Linked DNA regions of Mus musculus: region 2 is linked to region 1. The links are chromatin contacts, called in public HiChIP or PLAC-seq maps. All regions are on one chromosome and are shown on one strand. The core of a region is the stretch at or near the end of the contact, and the rest is flanking DNA. Distances in the headings are between cores, read along the strand shown. Region 1 holds the start of Strn4 (striatin, calmodulin binding protein 4). Region 2 holds the start of Clasrp (CLK4-associating serine/arginine rich protein).

Region 1 (7,283 bases), core at 2,524-5,023:
CCACTTGTAAGCATCACGTCATGGGGTCACTTTTCCCACTCAGTTACACAGTGAGTTCTTAAATTAATGTGTGAGGGCCTGTTTAAAACTAAAACCAAAAATTGAACCCATCACCCCTGCAAATGAAAAAAACAATGCTGGTCGCTGCCAGAGGGTGGAGGGAGAGCTGTGAACTGGTTGAACCTGGGGCCCTACCCAGGACAAATGCTCTACCACCAAGCCCCACTCCCAGCCCCTCACTGGTGGATCCAGGAAGGTGGTTTAAGCACAACCCCAGCACCCAGTTTTAGTTTTGTAAGGTGAAACACTTCTGACACCTTACTTGCCTAACAATGTGAGGGTGTTTAGAGGGCTGTAGTTTCACACATTATCCCAGGCTACGCAGCAGAGGCCAGTCTTGGACTGTTGGTCTTTCTGCAGCTACCTCCCGATGTGGGGTTTCCAGGTGTGGACACCACACTGTTGTAGATGTACTTAGTACTACTGAACTGTGAGTGTGCCAGTGATGCATTTGATTTTAGGAATATTAGATCACAAATTTTAAAAAAGATTTATTTATTACGTACACAGCCTGCATGTATGCCTGCAGACCAGAAGAGGGCACCAGATCTCATTATAAATGAGATATAGGCCACCATGGGACTTGAACTCAGGACCTCTGGAAGAGCCAGTGCTCTAAACCTCTGAGCCATCTCTTCAGCCCAGGATCACAGTGTTTAAAAGCCATAGTACATTCTGTAATTCAGCCCTTGGAAAGAGGAGGCAGGAGGATGGGAAAGGCAAGCATGTCTCAAAAATCTAAACCAAACTCAACCCAACCAAACCAAACCAAACCACAAAAATCCAAAAGTAGGAAAAGGAGGAAAGAAGCAACAGTGGCTTCCCGTTAACCCCAGCACTCAGGAGGCAGAGGCAGGTGGATCTCCATGAGTTTGAAGCAAGTCTGGTTTATGGGGTGAGTTCCAGGCTAGCCAGGGCTATACGTGCTATTTTTTTTTTTTTTCTTTTTTAATTTAAAGCAGGGCTGGAGGCATGGCTTTGCAATAGAGGGTGGGATGGTTTGTATATGCTTGGACCAAGGAGTGGCACTATTAGGATGTGTGGCCTTGCTGGAGTAGGTGTGTCATTGTACTTCTCAGCCTAGCTGCCTGGAACTCAGTATTCTGCTAGCAGCCTTCAGATGAAAATATAGAACTCTCAGCTCCTCCTGCACCACACCTGCCTGGATCCTGCCATGTTCCTGCCTTGAGGATAATGGACTGAACCTCTGAAACTGTAAGCCAGCCCCAATTAAATGTTATAAGACTTGCCTTGGTCATGGTGTCTGTTTATAGCAGTAAAACCCTACCTAAGACAGAAGGCTAGTCTAAAATTCACCATCAAGGGGGTCCCCTGGGGGGTGTGGCTTTTAGCGGTGTTATTGCATAACATGAAAAGTTACTTTATGTTTAAACTACAATACAATCAAGAAGAAGGGGGAAAAAACAAACAAACACAAAGCAGGGCTGGAGAGAGAAGTCAGCGGTGAAGAGCACCCACACCCATCTGGAATTCCAGTTCTAGGGACTCTGGTGCCCTTTTCTGGCCTCTGTGGGCATTGTGGGCACCAGGCATGCACATGGTGTGTAGACATGCATGCAGGTAAAACACTCATACTCTTAATGAATTGAGGCACTGAGAGGTGAAGGCACTTGCTTAAAGCCATACATCTGAAAAGAGGGACGCGGGAGTTGATGCAAGAAGAAGCTGGTTACTAATCCTGCTTCAAACCAGTAAGCCAATGGTACTTGCCTTAATCCCAGCATTCCAGAGGCAGAAACAGGGGCATCTCCATGACTCCGACACCAGCCTGGTGTACAGAGACCTTGTCTCACAACCAAAAAACTGTTTTGTTTTGTTGAGAGGGGGTCTCACTAAGTATTGAAGTCTGGCTTTGAACTAAGAACCTCTTGCCTTCTGACTGCTGGGATTACAGGCGTATACCACTGTCCACCCAGCTAATTCTTGTTTGCAATCACATATCCCAACTCTTACACTACAGCTAAGCTGATGGGTGGTCTTAAAGCTGAATATGGCATGTGACTTTCCAGCCGAAAGTCACCTTATCAACAAGTAGGTACTTTGTGCCAGGGTGTTTTGGGTTTGTTTGTTTTTGAGACAGGGTCTCAATGTGGGCCAGGTTGACCTTGCACTAGGTATGTAGCTGAGGGATGACACTGCTACAAGGCAAAGGCTGGGCTGGGATCACAGGCACACACTACCATTATCCACTAGCGCTCTACCAACCGAGCTGTCTCCTCAGCTCCAACCCCAGCCTCTGTGTTCTGCAGATCTGAGAAGACAGGCACACCTTAGTGGTAAGGTAGGAGACCAGCCGGGAGCAGGAGTGAGTAACATGGGGCCTTGCCTAGGAAAAGTGGTCAGGGAAGAGAGTGAATCTGAGCTCATACTAGCTTTCCATTTCTTCCCCCACACATTATATACGCTGAGTCTGATGTTAAATGCTTGTATTCCCAGCACTTGGGAGGTGGAGGCAGGAGGATTGAAAATTCAAGGTCATCCTTGACCACTGCTTGAGTTTGAGGCCAGCCTGGGCTACATGAGACTGTCAGAAAAACAACAACAACAACAACAACAACAACAACAAAACAGTGTTTAAAGATGGCCCAGCAGGTTCTTGATACCAAGGCAGACCTGAGTTTAGTCTCCAGAACCCAAACAATACAAGGAAAGAATCAACTCCGGCAACTCAGCCTCTGACTTCCACACATGCACATGCACACAATAAACAAACACATGAAAAAAATCTAAGCGTATGCATCACTTGGAATTAGCCTTAGCCTTTTCAATCACAGTAGGTACAAAAAGGAGACCCATTCAGGAAAGCCTTTAAGGACATAGAAAGGGCAGTTACCCATGTGATTACTGTGACATCCAGGGACTCTTACCTCCCTAGGTTTCAGGCTGAGGGTGATCAAGAAGAGTGGTTTCACCTTGGGTCATCTGCCCTGCTGAGGGAGGAACCAGAAAGCATCAAATGAGCCAGCCCCTCCCAACAAAGTGCAATTTCATTCTACCCGCCCGTGAAAGTAGCTAATGAAGTCACAGACTCTTTTGTCTATTTGAAGTCCATAAGCCTGGTTACCACTTCAGTCGTCTCAGGAGTGATGTGGTGGGTAGGAGTCATCAATTGTAAGCTATAACTATCCCTCTTCCATGATGGTGTCCAGAAGGGCAGAAGTGACAGCAACTGTTACCATGACAACCTCTTCTCTAGACTCATGCATCCTTTGGAGCTAATCCTAAACATCCCCTATCTTACAGGACCTGATTGCTAGGATCATCAGACTGTGGGAGATTGCCCTGTTATAGTAACCAGGGCATGGATTTAACTGTTTCTCATCTCCCTGGAAATGGTCCAGGCCCTGTAACCATAGCAACTGTCCCACAGCAGCACTTGTCTTCTAAATAAAAACACCTGGTTGGTTTATCCATGGACTTTCCATAAGGGAAGGGGAGATGGTTACCATGGTAATGGCAACTGGGTTGGCTGGGGGAGGAGTGGGACAGAGGCATTCCTCTTAGAGGAATGTCTTTGGGGCTGGGCCTTTTTTCTACCTGAGCTCTAGGTGAGGGGAGGTTGCTATAGTAACTGATGAGGATAGGGTCAGAAGAACCACCAGGGACTTGGGTTACCTTAGCAACCTCCTCCTAGTGCAATGATAGTAGAGGTTTGGGACTCCACATATGCAAACTGGGAAGGGGCCTCCAGATTGGATAGGGTTATTATGACAACCGACTTCCTCTGGTCAGAGCCCACTCCCCACCCCAGGTCGTCTTTTTTGTTTTTTGTTTTTTTTTTCTTCACTAAGTGAAAGAGATGGGGGTGTATTTGCATTTGGAGGGGATAGGACTCTGACATTGGGGAGAATGCAGAAAAAAAAGTCCGGTCTGGTCTCTCGACCGCAAAGGAGACAATTGCGAGGGACCCTGGGTCCTTTGCCTACGTAGAGGCAGTCCCTCCCCCTCCCTGTCAGCACCCCCGCCCGCGCGCACCACCGGGGTCGACCCGGGTGGGTGGGCGAGGCTCGCGCCCAGCCCCGTGCTTGTCCCCGCTCCCCTCGCCCGCCCAGCGCGCGCGCGCGCGCACACGAGGCGGGGGTGTAGAAGTGTGAAGCTGCGCGTCCGCGCAGGCGCGCGAGGTACAGCGGGCGCGCGGGCCGGCCCCGGGGCCTCCATGATGGAGGAGCGAGCGGCCGCCGCGGTCGCATCGGCCGCCTCCTCCTGCCGCCCTCTGGGCTCGGGCACGGCTCCCAACCCGACGGCGGCGGCCCCGGCCTCCAGCCCTGCTCCTGGGCCCGGCCCGGTAGGAAAAGGAGGTGGCGGCGGAGGCAGCCCGGGCCCTACGGCGGGCCCGGAGCCCCTCAGCCTGCCGGGGATCCTGCACTTTATCCAACACGAGTGGGCACGCTTCGAAGCCGAGAAGGCCCGCTGGGAGGCCGAGCGCGCCGAGCTGCAGGTGAGCGCCACCGCTGCCCTCCCGCGCTCCCCGCCCCAGTCCTGCCCGGCCCGGCCTCGCCTCACCCGCCGCCGCCGCCGCCGCCATCTTGGAGCAATGGCCGCCGGGACGGCCGGGAGGGGGCGGGCAGGGCCGGCGACGGGCCGGCGGCGGGGTCCTCGGGGCCTCGGGGCGGACGCGGGCCGGGACCGGTCAGAGGATCTGAGCAGGGCCGAGTCTGCCGGGAGCCGCGAGTGGGAGTGACGAGCCCAAGCCCAGAGAGCCTGTCTGGGCGATGCGACTCGGGGTTCCCGGGGGACAGAGTGCTGAGAAAGTGGATGGGGTCTGCGCGAATAAATATGCCACGCCTCGCCTCCGGATCCTAACCAGATGCTGGCTGTCAGGGTGGAATGGACTAGATGTCTAGTGGGGTGACACACTCTTAACATCCACTGGGTGCAGGGAGTGAAGAGAGGAAGACTGGAAGCTGGCATGGGGTACCTTGGGGGAGTGGCTGGCCCGGAGCAATTGAAAGGTGGGAGGAAGCTTGATAGGAAGGGGTCCCAGGATGAAGTGTGTGGCCTCCTGTCCAAGAAGGACACTTTGGGCACGTGTGGCTACAATGTAGGGACACATTGGGATCGTTTGGGTGGAACCACGGAGAGGGTAGAGGACATGTTTTGGGCTCCCCCAGGAGAGCTTGAGAGTGGGAAGCGACATTTTGGGTGCTTTAAGGAATTAGAGTTCCGTTATGAAAGATTTGAGGATGTTAGGTAGAAACCCCTGAACTGTTAGGGCGTTTGTTGGGTATATTCAGTGGGAAGACAGGAGCGTCTGAGATGCTGCACACGGTGAAGAGGGATGGAGGTGCCTTTGGGTGATGAGTAGGGGGAAAAGACAGCACGAGGAGGGACTCCGTGAGGGAAGTGATTGTGTAAGGGCCTCTAAAGGGACTTGATGGTTTGTGGAGAAGAATGTGCCAGGTGATGGCTCGTGGAGTAGAAGTTGGGCTGGGCTCTGTGACCTTGAGCTAGGTACTGCTTGTGGGGAATCAGAAAGGTGAGCACTTCAAGGCCTTCAGGGATGGGCCCCCAGGAGTCAAATGGTTCCTAGGCTGGGATGTTATTAACAAAAACAGTCAGCGCTTGGTTTCTGGCAACCCATCTTTCTGTTTCCAATGTGCTCTTTCCTGTCAGATTGAAATGGAGCCCCAAATAAGTGACTGATTCAGTTTTTGTCCATGGGATGAATGCCAAGAGCATTTGAATTTTGTGTATGTAGCTCCCATCCCTGAGAGAGAAGTCCTTATGTAAGTGCTCCTCGTGCTGTGCCCAACTCTAACTCAGGCTCTTTCCCAGCATACATCTCATCAGATCTTCTCAATACCCCATTATGTAGGCAGGGCCAATGTCATTACCTCACTCAGCAATAACGACAGCAGCTGCTATTTATTCAGGGCATATTATGTGCCTGACACTGTATTAAGTATTATACATGCTATCATTTAATTCTTGTGGCATTCTGAGAGGGGAAATGGTATCCCTTCCTCTCTTTTTTAATAAGCAGGGGAGGGAGATGCTACGGATCCCAGCAGTGGTGGCAGTGCTGACTGTGTCTTTTCCCTGTCTGACACTGAGCACAGGTGAGAAAAGTCTCTAAGGAAGCTTAGAGACCTCACCAGGTCACCCAGGCCATCACAGCAGAGCTTGACAGGGGTACAGTTGACAGCTTTCACTGTGTCAGCCATGCTGTGTATCCCAGACTCCACTCAGAGTGTACAGTATGTGCTGCCTCCTAAGAAGAGGTCTTCCCACTCACTTAGTGACCTTCTGTGGAGTCACAGAGCATGCTCTGTAAGGCTCCAGCATCACCAACTTCATGCTTTTGCTACTTTTGTTGCATTCTAAGTCAGACATCAGGATGTGTGTGTGTGTGTATGTACATGTCCTGAATGTGTTAGAATATACCACATTCGACACTTCATAAGTCATACATTTAGTTCCCTTTCCCCATTAGCAGAGAATACTTATTTTTGATAGCTTGGGTAGTATTCTCTTGGGTATTCACACCATAGCTTATTTATTTTGACCCTTGTCAATGGATTTTCAGGATTATTTCCATCTTTCCCCCTGCCCAAAATGGCTCTGAGGCCTCAAGAGCAGCTCAGTTGGTAAAGTACGTGCTGCGAAGGATGAGGACTTGAGTTTGATCCCCTAGAGTCCATATGAGAAAACCAGGTCTGGTGGCACACACTGTAATCCAGTATGGCAGGTTTCTGGCGCTCACTGGGTAGTCATCCTACCCACCAAGAGAGGGAGAGGGAGGAGAGGGGTGGAGGGGGAGGATGCACATGAGAGAGAGCTAAGCTCCAGGGGAGGGTCCTGAGGAATGGTGTGTATGTATACACACAACACAAGATATGGCTTTGCTGGCAGTGTTTATCCTGTGAGAGAGTGACGTGGAGTAGTGAAGTGGATGTGTTTATAAAATGGTGATTGCTCCGTCTTTTGTGCTCTTTACATTTTTACTTATTTATTTTACTTTATTGTTTTGTTTCAAGATAAGATCTCTCGCTGTAATCCTGGCATTCACTATGTCGAACAAGCTGACCTTAAACTCACAGAGATCCCTTTGCCTCTGAGTGTTGGGTTTAAAGGTGTGCACTGTTGTGGAGATCAGGTGACAAATTGCAGAAGTTGATTCTCTCCTTCTACCATGTTGATCTTGAGATGGAACTCAGATAGTAGGCTTGGTAGCTGATATCTTTATTCTCTGAATCATCTCC
Region 2 (6,623 bases), core at 1,020-3,519, 2.8 Mb after region 1:
TAAAGAAACTGGCCTTCTCCCACAGCCACGGGATTCTGAGCAAGAGAGAAACGGGGCCAGGTTTACATTCACAGAGACCTCTCGAGTCTGCTGAATGGGTTTCTAGAGACAAGATGAAGGCAAAGGGAACAGAGAGACTGGGTAGCAACACTGTAGTTAATAGGATGTCTACAGGAATGTCATCTAAAAGAACTGAGCCAGGTAAGCAATTGTCATTTCATGCTGGGGACAGTCCCAAAACCAAGCTGTATCTGTGATGGCAGATATGGAAAAGACCAGCAAAGATGTCCAAGAAAGCCATCCAGGGGCCTCAAGGACTTTTTGGTCAAAGCATGGAGTTTGGTTTATCTTTTCCTTTGCTTTTCTCCTAAAGCAATGGACGTTATCAAACAAGAGAGGGGACAGGTCAGATACCACTGATGAGTCTTGATGGCGCTACTGCTAGATGCCAAGTCAAGCTGCAAGAATGGCTGAGTTGTTCTGGGCACTGGGAACACATTGATGGAGGAGCAGAGAATGTTCCAGAGGCCTGACTCCTGAAATGTTCAGAGAGCTAGAGAGTCTTTTGTCTTTGACACCAGTGCACCGGGACTGCACCAGACACAGCAGACTGAGGCAAACAGAAGCCCTCACGTTTACACCAACCACTATGCTGAAGAAATGACTATGGCTGAGCATGGTAACAACACACACCTGTAAACACAGGCAGGAAGAGTATGAGTCTGAGGCCTGCCTAGGTTACCTAAAAAGACCATCTACCTAACAAGAGACGGGGTAAGGGCAGCTCAGGTGGTGCACTGCACGGCCCAGACTTCTATCTCCAACACCATAGAAAAATGGCCACAGTGGAAGGGGGTGTGGGGGAAGACGACTAGGATTGTGAGGAAAAAGAGCTCTTGCCTTGACACACCTCCAAGCCCAGGGCCCTTCCCTCTGGAGCCCGCCCGCCCCACACTCAAGTCTGCTCACTCACAATCTTCTCATAGTACTCCCGACGCCGCTCCGCCCTCTTCTTGTAGTCCACCATCATGCCTCGAAGTTTCCGCTCATGCTTCCGAGCCTCGTGCCACATGGTGCTGAGGCTTCTGCCTGAGGGAGGAGGGCACCAGACATGTCAAAGGGACTATAAAGACCACGTGGGTAGAGTTACAGTCCTCTGACATGTTGGGGTTGATCCTGATGGACTAAATTCCAAGTCCCATGGCTTCAGGGGAGAGAGAGACCCTGCTGCAGACCAGGACGCTGAGTGCACAAAAGGACTCCTAACAGTCCTGTGGCAGTAGCTCCAGAACTATGAGAAAGCTCTCTGTGACCTAGGTAAGATCTTCTCCTGGGAAAAAAAATCCTCCTAGATTCTGCTCGCTAAAGTCCATATGAAAGACTATAGAGTAGATAGCCTTTGGAAGGCTGATGCAGAACTGTCTTGAGTTCAAGGCCAGCCTTGGTTACACTGTCCAGTGTAACCTAAATATGGAGATCCTACTTTAATTAAAAAAAAAATGGCTGGGAGTGATGGTGCATGCCTTGAATCTCAGCAGTGGGAAGGCAGGACAGGCAGATGTCTGAGTATGGAGCCAGCCTGGTTTATGTACTAAGTTCCAGGCTAGCCAAGGCTACATAGTGAGATGCTGTCTGGAAAAATAAAAATGGAATTTTTGAAATAAAAGGAATGTCTGAAACCGATCCGTAGCTGCCAGGGCTGGGCTCACAAGAACCCCTAAGATCCCTCTGCAGGAACCATGCATGGTACGGGAGGGGGGTGCAGCAGTGTTGTAAGGTAGGTTAGTGGAGAGAGGCAACAGCACAGCCCAGACACGCTTGGGGAGGGGGGTGAGGCCAGGTGAAGGGCGTGGACAGAGGATGAAGATGGTCAGGCGGCTGAGCTCTAAAGGAGGGACGTGAAGCCGGCCAGGCAGGCTAAAAAGAGAGAGTGCGGCCCTGGGCCGGAGCGATGGGTGAAAGACAGGGACGGAGCTGCGTCTGGGGACCAGGGTCCGTGCCGAACCCCAAAGCCCGGATTCGGGCCTGAGGAGGGGCGAGGGGCGCAGCCTGAGGCCTGTCAGGGCGGAAGCAGGCGGGGCCGCCGTCGGGGCCCGGCGGACACCCACGGTGATCTCCGGAGCGCCTCGGACAAGGATGAGGTCGACTGCCACCGCTCGGAAGCCGGGAGGTCGGGGTCGGATGCCTGCACTCACCGGCCAGTCGCCGCCTCCCACTGCTGCGCTCGCGCGCGCTCACGACCCACACCGGAAGCGGAAGTGAGAGGTTGAGCGAAGGAGAGAGGCGGCGCTGCACAAAAGGCACTTCCGCGGTCGAGAGGAAGGGCTCTGGGATGTGGGCGTGGCTCTCGCGATTATGGGCGGGGCCTGCAGGGTGGCACCATCTGGGACCTGTCCTAAAAGTGAGAGCTTAAGTAGAGGAACCCAGAATTCCAGACACGTTTTGTTGTTGTTTTTAAAGATTTATTTCTTTTAGGGGCTGGAGTGGTGACAATCGATTGAGAACTGGAAGCTCTCGCCAAGGTCCTGAGTTTAATTGCCCGCACTCACATAGGGCTCACAACCAGTCTCTTTTTTTTTTTTTTTTTTTTTAAAGATTTATTTATTTATTATATGTAAGTACACTGTAGCTGTCTTCAGACATTCCAGAAGAGGGAGTCAGATCTCATTACAGATGGTTGTGAGCCACCATGTGGTTGCTGGGATTTGAACTCTGGACCTTCGGAAGAGCAGTCGGGTGCTCTTACCCACTGAGCCATCTCACCAGCCCAACAACCAGTCTCTTAACTGTAGTCCTATGGGATCCAGTGCCCTATTCTGATGTGCATACATGCCGAGAAAACACCCATATGCATAAAATACAAAAATAGAAAAGTCTTTTTAAAAGATTTATATTGCCGGACAGTGGTGGCACACGCCTTTTAATCCCAGCACTTGGGAGGCAGAGGCAGGTAGATTTCTGAGTTCGAGGCCAGCCTGGTCTACAAAGTGAGTTCCAGGACAGCCAGGGCTACACAGAGAAACCCTGTCTCGGAAAAAAAATATTATGTGTATGCCTGAAGGTGTATGTTTCTCTGAGATGTATACACACACATATATATTATATAATTTTATTTAATCCTATATGTACATATATATGTATACATATATGTACGTGTATATGTATATATAAATATATATGTATACACACAGACATATATGTGGGATTAATAAAAATTATCTGTAGGTTGTGTTCAGTTAATTCAACAATAGCAGGCTAGGAACAGAAAGGCCAAGAACTCAGTAGATCAGTAGATGCTCGGGCTACAAGGCTGGATGCCTCAGCTGGTCTTCAGTATACACTAGAACCACAGAGAAGGCTCTAACGCCAGTGAAGGAATGGACTTGCTAGCAAGACGATGGCAAGCAGGCAAATACCTAAAGCTTCCTTCTTCCACATCCCTATATACAATCCAGCAGAAATCGTGGCCCAGATTAGAGCTGGATTAAAAGTGTGTCTTCCCATCTCAAGATCCAGATTAGAAATTGAGCTTCCAGGGGCTGGAGAAATGGCTCGGCGGTTAAGAGCACTGACTCTTCTTCTGGAGGTCCTGAGTTCAATTCCCAGCAACCACATGGTGGCTCACAACCATCTGTAATGGAATCCAATGCCTTTTTCTGGTATGTCTGAAGACAGCGACAGTGTACTCACATACATAAAATAAATAAAATCTTTTTTAAAAAGTAAGTGGATCTTCCTACTTCAATTTAAGCAAAAATCTCTCACATGCATGCCCCCCCCCCCATTTTTGGGTTTTAGTTCCAGATGTAGCCAGGTTGACAACCAAGAATAGCCATCACACATCGTGAGCTCCTATGTAGATGCTGCTATTGAACCCAGGTCCTCTGGAAGAGCAGCAATAACTCTTAACCACTGAGCCATCAGGCCAACCTCTCAACTACAAATGTTTTGTTCCAAACAAACCTAGAGTTTCCTAGGTAAAGAAGAAAGAAGACCCCCAAAGGCTCAAAAAACTAATTTTTATTGGGAAAACTGAACAATCCACTGCCTTCTTCAGGATTAGGGGAGAAGGCTGGGGACCTGCTCCCTCCTCCCCTATGTACAATCTCTGAGAATCTGTCCTGAGAAGGGGTCCATCTGCAGGAGCCCCTTTTCCTCTTCGGACTCAGCATTCTGTAAAATGGGCTCAAAGAGAACCGGAGTGCTCCCCATCTTCCCACCAGCGCTGCAGATGTCCGATTCAGGATGAGGAAGCTGGAAGACTGATCAAGGTTGGCTTCGGAATGGAGTGCTATACCACATACCTCACCCAGTGCCTCCTCTGTTACCTCAGAGGCTACGTGGCTTCAGGCCCTGGAGATAGGAGGCCACCCCCGAAAGCTGCCTCTCGGTACTGGTTGGGAAACATGTTGCTGCCCACAAGGCTAGCAGTACCAACATCCCCGGGGCCCGGCGCTGCAAAAGAGTCCAGTGATAGGGGCTCTGGGCCAGAAGACTCCACAACGGTGGCCCCTGCACCCCCGCTACCCACCACAGCACTGGCAAGTGGTGGTGCTGGGGGCAGCAGGTCCAACATAGTGAAGAGCGTGGGGGCAGAAGGATCATAGGCAAAGCCATCGTCCAGGAGATCGGGTCCACCAGGAGGCTCCAGCCCAGGAAGGGATATGGAAGCAGGGAAGAAATCAGAGTCTGCCGGCTGCAGAGCCGATGGTGGGAGGAACAGGCCTGATGAGGAGAGAATAGCTGGGTTTAGAAGAGCCTGCCTCTGGCCAGGCAGTAACTAACTTGGACTCCCATGTCCTTAGTGTATTCTATCTTGGGCCTTTAACCCTAACCAGAGTAGAAAGGAAGTACCATCATTCTCTTCATTTTGTGTGTGTGCGTGCGTGTATCTGTATCTATGTACATGCATGATGTATGTGATGTGAGTGGGCATACCTGATAACATAACGCATGGGAGGAGGTCAGAGTTCAACTTTGTGGAGTCATTTCATTCCTGCTACCTTTATATGGAAATAGAACTCAGGTCCAAGCTTGCACAGCAGGTGCCTGTATCCACTGAGCTAGCACACTAGACCACATTTTTTAACGTGCATGAGTGTTTGCCTTTGTGCATAATGTATATAACACGTGTGAGTTTCCCAATGTTGGGAGGGCTGGAGGGATGGCTCAGTGGTTAAGAACACTTCCTGCTCTGGCAAAGGACCAGGGTTGGGTTCTCAACTCCCACTTCCAGCATCTCAAATCTGCCTGTAATTCCAGCTCTAGAGGGATCTGACGCCCTCTTCTGGCTTCCATGGGCAAATGCATAGCTGCGGCATACACTCACACTGATATGCATACACATATGTGGAAGGAAGTGAAAATAAAGGCAGGGTCTCAGGCCATCCAGACCTCTCATTGGTTAAAGGTGCTTCCTGACATCCCTGATGACTGATGCCAGTTCAGACCTGGAACCCCCGTGATGGAAGAAGAAAACTGACTCCGGTTAAGTTGTTCTCTGATCTCCACACACAACCCGCGTGTAGCAGGTATGCACCCAAACATATGCAAAATAAATAAATTAATTTTTTTCGAGACAGGGTTTCTCTGTATAGTCCTGGCTGTCCTGGAACTCACTTTGTAGACCAGGCTGGCCTCGAACTCAGAAATCCACCTGCCTCTGCCTCCCAAGTGCTGGGATTAAAGGCGTGCACCACCACTGCCAGGCCTGTTTTTAAGTTTTATGCCGGGCAGCGGTGGTGCACGCCTTTAATCCCAGCACTTGGGAGTCAGATTTCTGAGTTCGAGACCAGCCTGAACACAGTGAATTCCAGGACAGCTAGGGCTACACAGAGAAACCCTGTCTCGAAAACAAAACAAAACAAAAAACAAACAAACAAAGAAACTTAAAAACAAGACATGGTCTCTTATAAACCTGGCTGGCCTCAAATATGCTAACTAGCCCATAGTGACTTTGAACTCTAGATTCTCTTGCATCCACCTCCCAGGTGCTACGGCATCTGATTTATTTATGTGGTGCTGCGGATCAAACCCAAGGCTTTGCACATAACCCAGCCCCCCCCCCCCAAGCTTCACCATTCTCCTTTAATAAGCAAACTAAGTCAGAGAGTGAACTAAGAGCCGGTCTCAGCTGTCTATTCACAGAACCAGAGCAGGAGCCAGGCTCCTGCAGGGAGCAGAACTGTGGATATAGCTGTGGCTGACTGGGTATGGGGGCTAGGGTGAGGTGGGAGGGAGACAGAGAGAGAGAGGGAGAGAGAGAGAGAGAGAGAGAGAGAGAGAGAGAGAGAGAGAGAGAGACTACCTCAGCCTCCCAGTTTCTGGGTTTACAGGTATGAACCACCAGCCTGTCCTCTCTTCTCGTTTAATTCGATCCATCTGAAGAGGGATTGAGGAACTTCCCAAATCAGATTGGCTTAGGAGTATGACCATAGGGAATTGCCTTGATTGTTAGTTGGCACAGGAAGGTCTATCCTACTGTGAGCGACCCCGTTCCCTTGGCTGGAAGTCTTGGGCTAATAAAAAGTTACCTAAGCTCCATCCTGAACCCCCTTCACTATGACCCCCCACACACACATATATATGTATCAGTTGCCCACAGCTTGCCCAGAGCAAGAGAG

What was found. HiChIP or PLAC-seq counts read pairs in DNA pulled down with a chosen protein or histone mark.
Region 2: a contact with region 1 is called in an H3K4me3 HiChIP or PLAC-seq map of embryonic forebrain, with 7 times the contacts expected there. The contact joins the promoter of Clasrp here to the promoter of Strn4 in region 1. A contact is called at or near these places in 4 of 39 promoter capture datasets (cranial neural crest, embryonic stem cells, hippocampal neurons and 1 more) and 1 of 115 datasets of contacts at active chromatin or transcription factors (embryonic forebrain).

What each region holds. Positions count from the first base shown.
Region 1 is chr7:16,812,116-16,819,398 of GRCm38.p6, forward strand. It overlaps Strn4 (striatin, calmodulin binding protein 4), which reads left to right and starts at 3,774. Exons shown (of 18, transcript NM_133789.3): 1 at 3,774-4,519. The coding sequence starts at 4,238. Fkrp (fukutin related protein) reads right to left here and starts at 4,617. Exons shown (of 3, transcript NM_173430.2): 1 at 4,585-4,617; 2 at 2,949-3,011.
Region 2 is chr7:19,602,217-19,608,839 of GRCm38.p6, forward strand. Clasrp (CLK4-associating serine/arginine rich protein) reads right to left here and starts at 2,270. Exons shown (of 21, transcript NM_016680.5): 1 at 2,196-2,270; 2 at 974-1,089. The coding sequence starts at 1,072. Relb (avian reticuloendotheliosis viral (v-rel) oncogene related B) reads right to left here. Exons shown (of 12, transcript NM_009046.2): 12 at 4,006-4,725. The coding sequence ends at 4,337.